2 separate regions of the Ovis aries genome follow, and region 1 is linked to region 2. The links are chromatin contacts, called in public Hi-C maps. All regions are on one chromosome and are shown on one strand. The core of a region is the stretch at or near the end of the contact, and the rest is flanking DNA. Distances in the headings are between cores, read along the strand shown. Region 1 holds the start of LSM11 (LSM11, U7 small nuclear RNA associated). Region 2 overlaps CYFIP2 (cytoplasmic FMR1 interacting protein 2).

What was found. A called contact is a pair of places that touch in the nucleus more often than the background predicts.
Region 1: a Hi-C map of hypothalamus shows a contact between it and region 2, with 4 times the contacts expected there. The contact joins the promoter of LSM11 here to the enhancer-like site in region 2. A contact is called at or near these places in 7 of 16 Hi-C or Micro-C datasets (blood, hypothalamus, omental adipose tissue and 2 more).

Annotation. Positions count from the first base shown.
Region 1 is chr5:66,924,420-66,930,570 of ARS-UI_Ramb_v3.0, forward strand. It overlaps LSM11 (LSM11, U7 small nuclear RNA associated), which reads left to right and starts at 2,524. Exons shown (of 4, transcript XM_015096165.3): 1 at 2,524-2,972. The coding sequence starts at 2,528.
Region 2 is chr5:66,619,080-66,624,756 of ARS-UI_Ramb_v3.0, forward strand. CYFIP2 (cytoplasmic FMR1 interacting protein 2) reads left to right here. Exons shown (of 31, transcript XM_042250680.2): 25 at 249-339; 26 at 1,181-1,311. LOC132659896 (a long non-coding RNA gene) reads right to left here. Exons shown (of 2, transcript XR_009600908.1): 2 at 1-3,804. Among named protein-coding and RNA genes, the nearest start is that of FNDC9, 16 kb to the left of the region's middle. Within about 2 kb of position 3,187, at least 1 of the 54 cell types and tissues checked has an H3K27ac peak or open chromatin away from gene starts, as enhancers often do. A contact at or near this core is called in hypothalamus, where this site is marked.

The sequences.
Region 1 (6,151 bases), core at 1,274-3,773, 300 kb after region 2:
AGCCACCCAAGAAAGTTTTGTGTTTCCTGTGGGTGTTCTGTGATACAACAAAGGTATCACTTGATTTTGTTATAGGAGGACATGTGCTTGCTGGTTGAATTGCCAGCAGTTTGCAGGAGTGAGGTTTGTCTTGGGGAGGGTGGTTTTGAGCAAACGAATATCCTGGGTTTAATATTTATGCTATAATCATACCTATTGAGTTAAGTAATGCTGTCAGAAGCAGTGTTGGATGGGATTTCCCTGGCTGTCCAGTGGTTAAGACTCTGGGTTCCCAGTGCAGAGGGCATGTGTTTGATCTTGCATGCCACATGGCCTCCCCCCTCCCCTGCCCCAAGTACTGTTGGCTGCTTTGTCATCTTTATTTTGCAGTATGTCTTTATTCTAAAGTATACTTCACAGTTGTATATTAATTTTCATCCTCTCTTAAGAGACTAGTATTTTCTTGGGCTTCCTTTCCAAAGCTTAAGGAAACTTCAAAATAGACACAGAAGCCACTAGTATAGAATTAATGCCAGTGGTTTGCAGTTTGGGAGAGTGGTGACAGGAGTGGTTCGTGTGATGTCTAGGTGACTAGAAACATCTTGGTTCTACTGGTTGAGGGGGTAGTATCTGGGCCTTTGATGTGGACTACACTATTATTTTAACATCGAGAAACAAAAAAGTGTCTGCTAAACAGAGGCTCTAAAGTACAGCCAGGTTTTATAAATATGCCATCCCAGTTGTGGGATCCTCCTTTCCTCCAGGTGCTTAGCAATACTTAGAAGATCAATGATGGTGAATTTTCTTTAATACTAGCATCTGTCTGGTGTGTGTGTAAATTTCTTTTTGCCTAGGTATAAGAAATGCAGTACTAGGGTCCACTCATAATTCTTCACTTTCATTGTACACTTAATGTTAACATTCGTAGAGCATTTATTACGCCCCATATGCATATCTTTGGTTCTTCAGACAGTTCCTTGAAACAGTTTCTAGCAAAGAGTCAGACAGGACTGAGCGACTGAACTGAACTGCTAGTATCTCAAAAGAGAATGGAAAGCTCAGAGAAGCTAAATAGCTGGAGCCCAGGCGTCTGAACTCCAGTGATGCTCAGCATAAGCACAAATTGGGACATTCCTTGCCCTCTTCCTGGGCTTCCCTGATAGTTCAGTCACTCAGTCGTGTCTGACTCTTTGTGACCCCATGAATCGCAGCACACCAGGCCTCCCTGTCCATCACCATCTCCCAGAGTTCACTCAGACACATCCATCGAGTCAGTGACGCCATCCAGCCATCTCATCCTCTGTCGTCCCCTTCTCCTGCCCCCAATCCCTCCCAGCATCAAGGTCTTTTCCAATGTGTCAACTCTTCGCATGAGGTGGCCAAAGTACTGGAGCTTCAGCTTTAGCATCATTCCTTCCAAAGAACACCCAGGGTTGATCTCCTTGCAGTCCAAGGGACTCTCAAGAGTCTTCTCCAACATCACAGTCCAAAAGCATCAATTCTTCGGAGCTCAGCCTTCTTCATAGTCCAACTCTCACATCCATACATGACCACAGGAAAAACCATAGCCTGGACTAGACGGACCTTAGTCGGCAAAGTAATGTCTCTGCTTTTGAATATGCTGTCTAGGTTGGTCATAACTTTCCTTCCAAGGAGTAAGCGTCTTTTAATTTCATGGTTGCAATCACCATCTGCAGTGATTTTGGAGCCCCCCAAAATAAAGTCTGACACTGTTTCCACTGTTTCCCCATCTATTTTCCATGAAGTGATGGGACCTGATGCCATGATCTTCGTTTTCTGAATGTTGAGCTTTAAACCAACTTTTTCCCTCTCCTCTTTCACTTTCATCAAGAGGCTTTTTTTTAGCTCCTCTTCACTTTCTGCCAGTTGGTAAAGAATCCGCCTACAATGCAGGATACCCCCGTTGGATTCCTGGGTTGGGGAGATCCGCTGGAGAAGGGATAGGCTACCCACCCCAGTTTTCTTGGGTTTCCCTTGTAGCTCAGCTGATAAAGAATCTGCCCAGAATGCAGGAGACCTGGGGTCGATCCCTGGGTTGGGAAGATCCCCTGGAGAAGGGAAAGGCAACCCACTCCAGTTTATGGGGTCGCAAAGAGTCGGACGCGACGCAGCGACTTTCACTTTCACTTTGCCCTCTTGCCGTTGCTTCCCGCCAGCTCAAGCTACTAGTAGACCACAGTTCCAGAGAACCGAGAAACACCTGGGGAGCTTGTCAAGCTGACGGGCCCGGGCTCCATCCCCAGGGAATCTGGACTATCAGCAAACACCGAAAGTGATAATAATATTGATGGGAAAACGCTGCGTTAACGCAAATGAACCTCTTTCCCCAAACGCTGATGCGCTCCGAGCCGCGGGCGAGTAGCTGCCGCACACCACACCGCGGGCGGCGCAGAGCGCAGGCAGACGCTGCCCCCTGGCGGCCGCCCGGGCGCAGTGAGATGAGACCCTGCGCCGCGGCTGCGCGGTGACGCCCTCTGGCGGCCCCGCTCCTTCTTCCCATCGGCCTCGGCTTGCGGGCCTTTCAAACATGGAGGAGCGGGAGCGGGGGGCGAGGTCGGCTCGCGCCGGGAGCCCCGCGCGCCCGCCCAGCCCGCGGCTGGATGTCAGCTCTGACAGCTTCGACCCGCTGCTGGCCCTGTATGCGCCCCACCTGCCTCCCATTCCCTACCCCAACGCGCCCTGCTTCAACAACGTGGCCGAATACGAGAGCTTCCTCAGGACCGGGTTACGGAGCGGCGGGCGCGGACGGGCGCGGGGCGCGGCCGCTGGCTCGGGGGGCCCCGCTGCGGCCTCCGCGCCCTCGGGCAGGACCCGCCGCCGCCCGGACGCCCCCGCCCCGGACCCCGAGCGCATCCAGCGCCTCCGCCGCCTCATGGTGACCAAAGAGGAAGGGGACGAGGCCGCCGAGGCGCGGCGGCGGGGTCCGGGTCGGAGCAGGAAGGCGCCGCGCAACGTGCTCACGAGAATGCCCTGTGAGTCCCGCGGGCGGGCGGGGGCCGGCCGGCGGTCCGGAAGGCGGCGGCCCTGCGGGCGTGTCCCTGGTGACAGCCGCTTGGCGCGGACCTGTGTGTGTATCAGGGGGAGGGTCTTGGTGAAGGCTGAAGAGATAACCGGCCACCGAGGGGAGGGTCAGCTTGAGGAATTCAGGGTCTGTCTGGGCAGTGAGGGAAGAGCGGCAAGGCTGTAGAGGGGATAAGTAGCCATGGGTAGGGTCTGCTTGGATAACATGCGTAAAGGTCTTGGGGGCCACAGAAGTGATCACAGAGGTGACGAGGAACCTGCTGAAATCGATGTGCAGGAGTGATTGCGGGGGGGGGGAGGGGGTGGTGGCCGCGGGATTCTGGAGAGGTGGTGAGCCTGGACATCATGGGGAGGGTCTGCAGAGGTGATGAAGTCTTGGGGCCACGCATGGTGAGAGCAGGGAGGGCACAGCCAGTATTAGGGGAGGGAGAGTGGTTTGGTCAGTGAGATTTGTGGGTGAGGAACGCAGTATGAGGAAATTGTTCAGATAGCACAGGGGACATAATCTCATGACCTCTGCACATTAAGTGACAGCTCGTTCTCAGTGCTGTAAGCAGAAAGGGCTGCAGGGTCTTGACATACATATGTTCACTGGAATGCAGCAGGCACAGAAGGCCACTAAAGGGCAGACACTTTTACAGCCTCTCTGCCGGGCTGAGTGCAGGGACTCTTGTCTGTCAGGCTCCTATTACCATATGCACAGGTTATTTTGAGTTCTGAAGGTGTAAATGGCACGAGGGGATTTCTTGCAGCCTCCTAATAAGTTCCTTAGAGTAAAGCTGTAAATAGCAGAGATTGCTAATGGGTGAGTTAGGTCTTGTATAAATGGAATAGAAACAGCCCAGGGTCATATCTTTGTCATCTGGCAAACAGTTCTGACATCTGCCCCATGAACACAATGACCTACTTAGCCATTCAGAGCATCTGTATCCTGATAACTAAATTGTGGCATTATTAAATCACTGCCTTTGGAATGGAGCATTTTGCTAAGTAAAGGAATATTTTGTTTCTTTCCTAGAAGTGTGTTAAGAGAGCAACATCCTAAAAAGCTGAGTGCTGTTAGGGGTGCCTTTGTGATTACAGTGCCAAAGCATCCCTGCCTAAGCTGGGGTTTACTCCAGTTTGCTTGCCCAGCAGTGACATTATGCATGTGCCTAAATTAAGAGCAGTTTGGGGGAGCTTATTTTGCCCATAGTTTTTGCCACTATCAGATCTTTGAAATGCCCTCCAAGTCTCAGATTGTAACATTTATTTCCGTTTTGCCAAGTACTGCTTTGCTGCCAAGATTTTCAAGACAAAAGAAATATTTCTATGTGGTGAGTGGTTTTGGCTTTACTGGTGGAGCATTTCGCCATATTATTAGGATGAAAGAGGGTGAAAGCCAGCTTTATCAACTTTCCACAATTAAATGTATGCCTGGAATCAAAGTCTCAAAGTGTGCTGTAGGCACTGAAAATTTTAATCCTACCACTGGAAACAGTTGGGTGTACATGGTAGAGATGAGTAGATATCACAAAAAATTGATGACCTTCAGGAAGCAAAAAAAAGTATAGAAGCAGGGATGAATATTAGGTTTTTTCCAAAAAAGAATTCATATAGAAATCAGCTTTAGGTCTTGAGGTTAAGGAAGGGCATGCTTGACGATAACAGTAATTATTTAAAAATAAGGCTGTTGAGCATGTAATATATGCTAAATAAGCGTGTAATATATGCTATATTACATATAGCAAAATTAACCCCTCAGGTGAGTAAAAAGGTTGTGAATTCATCACCACAATCAAGATACAAATCAAGGAGTTCCCCGGTGATCTAGTGGTTAAGATGCTGCACTTCCAATGCCAGGGATGCAGGTTCAAACCCTGATCAGGGAACTAAGATCCCACATGCTGTGTGGCAAAAAAAATAAAATAACGTGTAAAGTTAAACTTACCATAGGGCCTGGCCCATACTGAGGGCTCAGTAATTGGTGATAATATTGGTGACAGTGATGCTGCTGCCGTTGTTGATGTGAAGGAGGGAAGCTTGGAGACTCTTGAAGTGAACCAATAGTATGATGAGGCTCTAGACTGTATTGTTGGTTGTGGAAACAGAAAAGAAAGGTCAGGTCTTAGTTATTGAGAATCTCTTTTCTGGACTTAGTATTGGCTATAAGAAGGGAAAAATAAAAGAGTGGAGTTAAAAATGACCTGGATTTGGAAGGCTGTGGCCCAAGGGTAATGGCAGTGGAGAGGGGGATTTGGAAGAATAACTTCTTCAAAGATAAGGCATAGATACAGTTTTAGAAGCCTGGCTCATATCCATTTGGAGTTTGTCACAAATACTGCTGAGAAGAGATTCAGAATGTGCCTTGTGATTCTGAATGTGGAACTTTTTTTTCTCTTGGGATTTTGCTCTGCTAGATGGTGCCAGTGTTGTATTTTTGATCACATGAGAGAAATATTCCCTGGAATTATACCTTGTTAAATCTTTGGAAGAAAAAAAAATCAAAATAAAGGTACAGATATGAAGGTTGAAAACCTGAGTTTACCATTTGCTTAATTAGAATAAGAGATTTTTGTTAAGGTACATGCTTGTCCTTTCTCCCTGATTTGGGGATGTGAGGGGAGTAATGCCCCTGTTTTCTTCTAAGTTAGAAAAAGAGTGGCCTTTCCAGCCTTTGTGGAACGTGTGTATGGTGGAAAAGAGGAGTGAATGTGGAAGGCAAGTAGAGGAATCTAGGCATTGTGACCAGTTTCTAAGAAATTTAATTATTGGAACTTATTCATTACATGAAACTAGAAGTTACCTAGTCTAACCTCACCTTATGAATGGGGAAACTTGGACTTGTGGAGAAAAAGTTGCTCCCCAAGTTCACACAACTAGTTATAATGACCTAAATGTTGTTTACAGTGCTTGATTTGACGCCATCTGTAACACATATCCAGGTATGTGTGTGTACACATACCTTAGTGTGTCAGAGGTACAGAGAAGTTTAATATGGCTAGAGGAGGGATGGATGGTGAAGGTCAGGCCAAGGGTCTCATGTTCCTTTCCAAGGCCACTGTTTCTGACACTCTGCCTTCTTGCTGAATCTTCAATCTGACAAGCTCCTATTTCTCATCTACAACGTCGCTTATCTTCTTTTATTAAC
Region 2 (5,677 bases), core at 1,937-4,436:
TCCCTTCCTGAGGGCTCCTCCCTCATGACCTAATTCCTTCCCAAGGCCCCATCTCCAAATACAACCATACTGGGGATCAGGGTTTCAACATATGTATTCGGGGGGAGAACAGATATTCAATCCATAGCACTTATCCACAGGTCTCAGCTGAACCCCTGTACACCCACACTGGCCCAGCATTCAGCCCTGAGACACTCATATGCAGCAGCCGTGGATTACTCACTCATCTTGTACTCTTCCTTTGTCAGCTCCAAGGGACTATCCTCCAGTACGTGAAAACACTGATCGAGGTCATGCCCAAGATATGCCGTCTGCCCCGGCATGAGTATGGCTCCCCAGGTGGGTGATGGGGAACCAGGAGCGGGGGTGGTGATAGGAAAATAATCCAGACCCATCCCACGGTGGAAGGGGGCTCTGGCAATCTGCCTTGAAGTATTTGCTTCACTGACATGGCAGCAGGCTATCACAACGCTAGGTTTGCACCCTCTCTCTGCCACTAAATTGCCCTGGACCATTTTTAATCCCCCTGATTTGTCTGACAAGAGTATCATCTTCCATCAGTGAACGTAAGTGGTGCCCGCTGGGCCTGCTTCACAGCACTGCCCGGAGGCTGGAAGAGGTCCACAGATGTGAGAACCGTTAGGTTGTGAGCAGCGAGGTTTAGTTGTAAAGGTCTTCCTTAGCTCAGCACATCCACATTCCTTCCTTCATGTGTCTATTTGGAGGAGACTGATGCCCCAGGCGTGGCATAACATGGCATTTCTAAGGTAAGTCAGGTAATAGGAGTTTTCACCACTCAATCTCTGGGCAGAGAAGTCAGCCAGTCTTCCCTTCCCTGATAGTGACGGCACCTGGAATGAGTTTGGAGCCTGGGGGATGGGGAAGGGTGGAGACTATGAGTTTAGTACCAGGTGTCTTTCCTAAATATCAAGATGCCGGGTGCTGGGCCAGTGTGAGTCAGAGCAAGAAAGGGCTGGGGCCGATAGCTCTAGCTTTCATTGCCAGCTGCCCTACTTACTGGCTGTGTGACTGTGGAGATGCCACTTACCCTCTCTGAGCCTCATCTGAAAAGAGGGGTCATAGTGCCTGGTCCAGGGTGTTTTTATGAGTGTTACATGAGCTATTGCAGATACAGTGCTTAGCATGACCCTCCCACTAACCCTCCCCCTGCACCTCCCAGGGATCCTAGAGTTCTTTCACCACCAGCTGAAGGACATCATCGAATACGCAGAGCTCAAGACTGATGTGTTCCAGAGCCTGAGGGAGGTGGGCAATGCCATCCTGTTCTGCTTGCTTATCGAGCAAGCTCTGGTGAGTCCTAAGCCCCAGGAATTGGCGTGTCTCCAGGCTAGAAGGGTCCCCCCACTGCAACAGATGCCCGAGGACCCTCCAGCACATCCCACCTGGGAACCCTGGGAACCCTGCCGCTCAGCTATGCGCTCTTCCAGGGCGGGCACGCGCTCCTCTCCATTCCATTCAGACCTCTCTGACACCCAGATACTGGGAGAAGCAAGTCCTGGAGTCAGAGGGGCCTGGCCTTCCCCACCACTGCCCCTCTTCCGCTAGCAGCAGGGCCCTGGCAGTCTGTCAGAGTCTGGGTTTCCATTCACTTGTCAGATACAAGATAACTCCTCGCGACCACAGGCCAGGCATTGCACTGGGGGATGCAGTGCAACGTTCTGAGTGGTGGAGAGGAGACCTGCCCTGAAAAGTGTCTACACGGAAACGATGTGTTTACTGGCAGAACAAGCGCTGTGAGAGACGATTGCCACATCTGGAGGGTACACCTGTAGTGTGGTCTTGAGGGCAGGGGAGGACCTCCCTGAGGAGGGGGCCTGAAAACTGATCAGGAACTGGCCTCATGGAGAATCAGGGACAGCTGTTCCGGGCTGAGGGGAGAGCACATAGTGCTTTCTTCCTTTGTTGTCATGGAAGACAGGGATTCTCACCCTGCAAGGCAGTTTAGAGGCTGAAAGGAGGTAAGACATGAAAGTGAAAGTTGCTCAGTCATGTCTGACTCTTTGCAACCCCATGGACTATACAGTCCATGGAATTCTCCAGGCCAGAACACTAGACTGGGTAGCCTTTCCCTTCTCCGGGGGATCTTCCCAACCCAGGGATCAAACCCAGGTCTCCTGCATTGCAGGCAGATTCTTTACCAGCTGAGCCACAAGGGAAGCCCCAAGACATGTAAGAGCTAAATAACTGTTTTGAATTATGCTAATGGGCAAAAACACGAGTCCCTATGCTTCTGCATCTTGGGACCACACACAGCTTGTTCGTGGCTTGCTCATGGAGGCTGCGTTCTCCACACCCTCCCAGCGCTCTCCACTCAGCTCTGGTCCCATAAGGCGTCCACAGGTGGGCCTGGCCCTCTAAGCACAGGGGAATGGGCAGAGCCAGTGCTGTGGAAGGAAAGGCATGGTTCTCAGGACACAGCAGGAACATCTTTCAGCATCCATTCCTGCCATCCTCTGTCCACACACACATTCAGCAGAAGGGTGTTGAGAACCCTCTCATTGCTGGGTGCATCCCTAAGTGGAGTGGCCATGAATAAGACAGACAAATAATCACCATTTTTATTCTGGAGAGGGTGATGATAGAAGCGGTAAACAACCAGAGACATGAGTGCAGAGGGTAGGTGCTGTGAAAGAATAAACAGGGAAACAGAATAGCTTGAGAGTCGCAGGGGCTGGGAAGCATGTGCTGGTTTTGGAGATGATGAGGTCTCTGAGAAATGCTGAGAACCCTGGAGTGAGCTGGTGTGAAGAAGCAGAGTGGATCAGGTTGGGACTGAGGTGGGAGAGGCCGGGGCCTCAGTCCTGGACCAAGGGGGCGCCTCGGGAAGCCTCGGGATGCTGTAAGCGGTTAGAGGGGGCCGGATTCTGATTTATTGTTTTAAAGGCCCTTTCGCTGTTTGGAGAAGAAGCAGCCAAAAGGTGAGTGAAGGGCCAGGCTGTTTGCAGTTGTCCAGTTTGGCAGGGTCGTCTTGGAGGCACAGGGAGAGGGGCAGAAGGAGGAGGAATTTGGAAGGAGGTGAAGTGGAGGTAGAGGCAGCAAGGAAGCAGTGAGAGCACAGACTCAGAACGAGAGCCCGAGAGGGTTCGTCCTCTGGACATGTGAGCTGCGGCGAGCCGGCCCCGTCCACATCGGTGCCTCGTGTCTGCAGCCGGGGATCTGGATCAGCTCTTCTCTTGGACCCTTCCCTCCTGACCGTCTCTGAAACACAGTCTATTTTGTGGGGAGTAATAGCCTCTCTGTTCCCCTCAAAATGGACTAAGTGTTCCTCTTCATGGTAACAGGTTTTTAAACATGGTTCAGCGGGCCTGGTTGCTATGGCAACATAGCCATCAGAAGTCACAAGGATAAGACACACAGGAGAAACCACTCGAGGCCTCAGGAAGATGAGGAGACGTGCAGGTGGGGGAGGACAGGTCCCCGAGGGCCCAGTTCCCAGTGTCTCTCATGAGTTGTTCTGCACAAGGAGCAGCAGTTAGCTTCCCACGTACAGACCCCCAAGAGGCAGACTGTGGACGGGGCTACGAGGAAAGGAAATCCTGTCTCAGGCATCCCTGCCTGCGTGGTCAGTTGCAAATACCACTGCGGTCAACAGAACACTCACATCAAAGGCCTTCAGAGCTAAGAGAGACCCCAACAGTTTATATGGCCCAACTTCCTCTATGCGTGTTAGGAAAGGAGGATCAGAGAGGGTGTAACTCACCTGAAGTCACACAGCACATCAGTAGCAGAAGTGAAAGAACAAAAGCGTGGGTTTCCGGTACTGATCGTCGTCCTTAGGGGAATCTGAGTGGGGAGGAGACAGAGCAAACAATCAGGGCTTGGGACTTCCCTGGTGGTCCAGTGGTTAGGACCCTTCACGCTTCCACTTCGAGGACACAGATTCAACCCCTCGTGGGAATTAAGATCCCATGAGCCACATGGGAGGCTGTGAGCTCTGCTTTCTACTTAGACAGCTGGAGAAATCCCCAAGATAAGACAGTGCTTTCTGAGACTAGAATGAGGCAGGAGCTTTGGGGAACTTTTTAATTTATGAAGCAAGAATAAATATTTAAATGACTTTGATTATTCTTATTAAATAGGAGGACTAATAACAGAAAAGAAAGAAAGGAGGAGGAAGGGAGGAAGGAGATGATATATGTCCATAGAGGAAAGGCGTTTAAACTGGAATGAAGCATGAAGGTGTCTTGCACATACAACATAGAAAATGGTGAAAGACATAACAATGAGTAGAAAGAAAGTGAGTTCCATGATAAGACACACATTATGCCATACAAGCAAAACAAACAAAGCCCACAAAATAACCCTCCATTAGGGGGAAAAATCTGGGAAAATCATCCTGAATAGTTCAGTCATTTTTTCTAGGTATTAGAGAGGGAGCTAGGATTACAGGGCAACAGGGATGTTTGCTGTATCTGGATTGTTGAATTTTTTATAAGGGATATATATTCATGTATTATCATTGACTAAAAGTTAATTAAAATGATACAAGTAGTATATCATAGTTTCAGGAAAACTGGAAGGATACAGGAAAATATAAGATGAGAAGCCCTTTGCCCACTGGTCTCTTGTATTCTTCTAATAGCTTTACAGAGTTTTGTCCTGTGGTTTGGGTCTATATCTGTATATATGTACAAAAACCTTCTCTTGCTCTGTGGCTTGCCTTTTTAAAACAGATTATTAATATGTCATTGATTTGTAAATGGATGGACTATAAATTGAAAAGGTTGATCTCCTGGACAAAAATATGTGTTCTATAAGTTCAGTGCTTATGAAAAATCAAGGATGCGGTAGCAGAACAGAAATGCATACACCCACCGGGTGGGTTCTCGTTTGCTCAGTGTTTTTAATGAAGGGCTAGTAAGCATGCTGGCTCACACGGTAAATAATCTGCCTGCAATGCAGGAGACCTGAGTTCGATCCCTGGGTTAGGAAGATCCTCTGGAAGAGGGCATGGCACCCCACTCCAGTATTCTTGCCTGGAGAATTCCATGGACAGAGGAGCCTGGCGGGCTACAGTCCATGGGGTCACAAGGAGTCGGACGTGACTGAGCGATCCTCACAAGGCACAACAAGCATAGAGTAGTTCAGCTGACCCTAGAACGGCACTGGGGCTAGAGGCGCCTACCGTCTCTGCAGCCAAAAAGTCGTGTGTAGCTTTGCAGTCGGCCCTTTGTATCTGCTATTCCATATCCACGGTTCCAATCTGTAGATTCAACCAACCATGAGTTATAATACTGTAGTATTTACAATTCAAAAGTATCTGAGTAAGTGGACCCATGCTCTTCAAACCCATGTGTTCAAAGGTCATTTGTATATGGAGTATGCAGTATTCTCACTGCATAGACTAGTTGGATCACCCATTTTACTGTGGATGGATGTTTTGATTGCTTACTGTTTGATAACACTATGAATAAAGATACCATAATGTTCTTATATATTTCTTTTGGCAGAAATGCTCTCATTTTTTAATTATTAATTTTAAATAATTATTAGTCTTATTAAATCGTTACTCTAGCATATACCTCTTTTTTTTCTTTTTATTTTTTTGGGCATGCAGTGCAGTATGCTGGATCTCAGTTACCCAACCAGGGATTAAGCCTGTGTCCCCTACATTGAAAGTGCAGTCTTAACCACTGGACTGCCAGGGAAGTCCCCT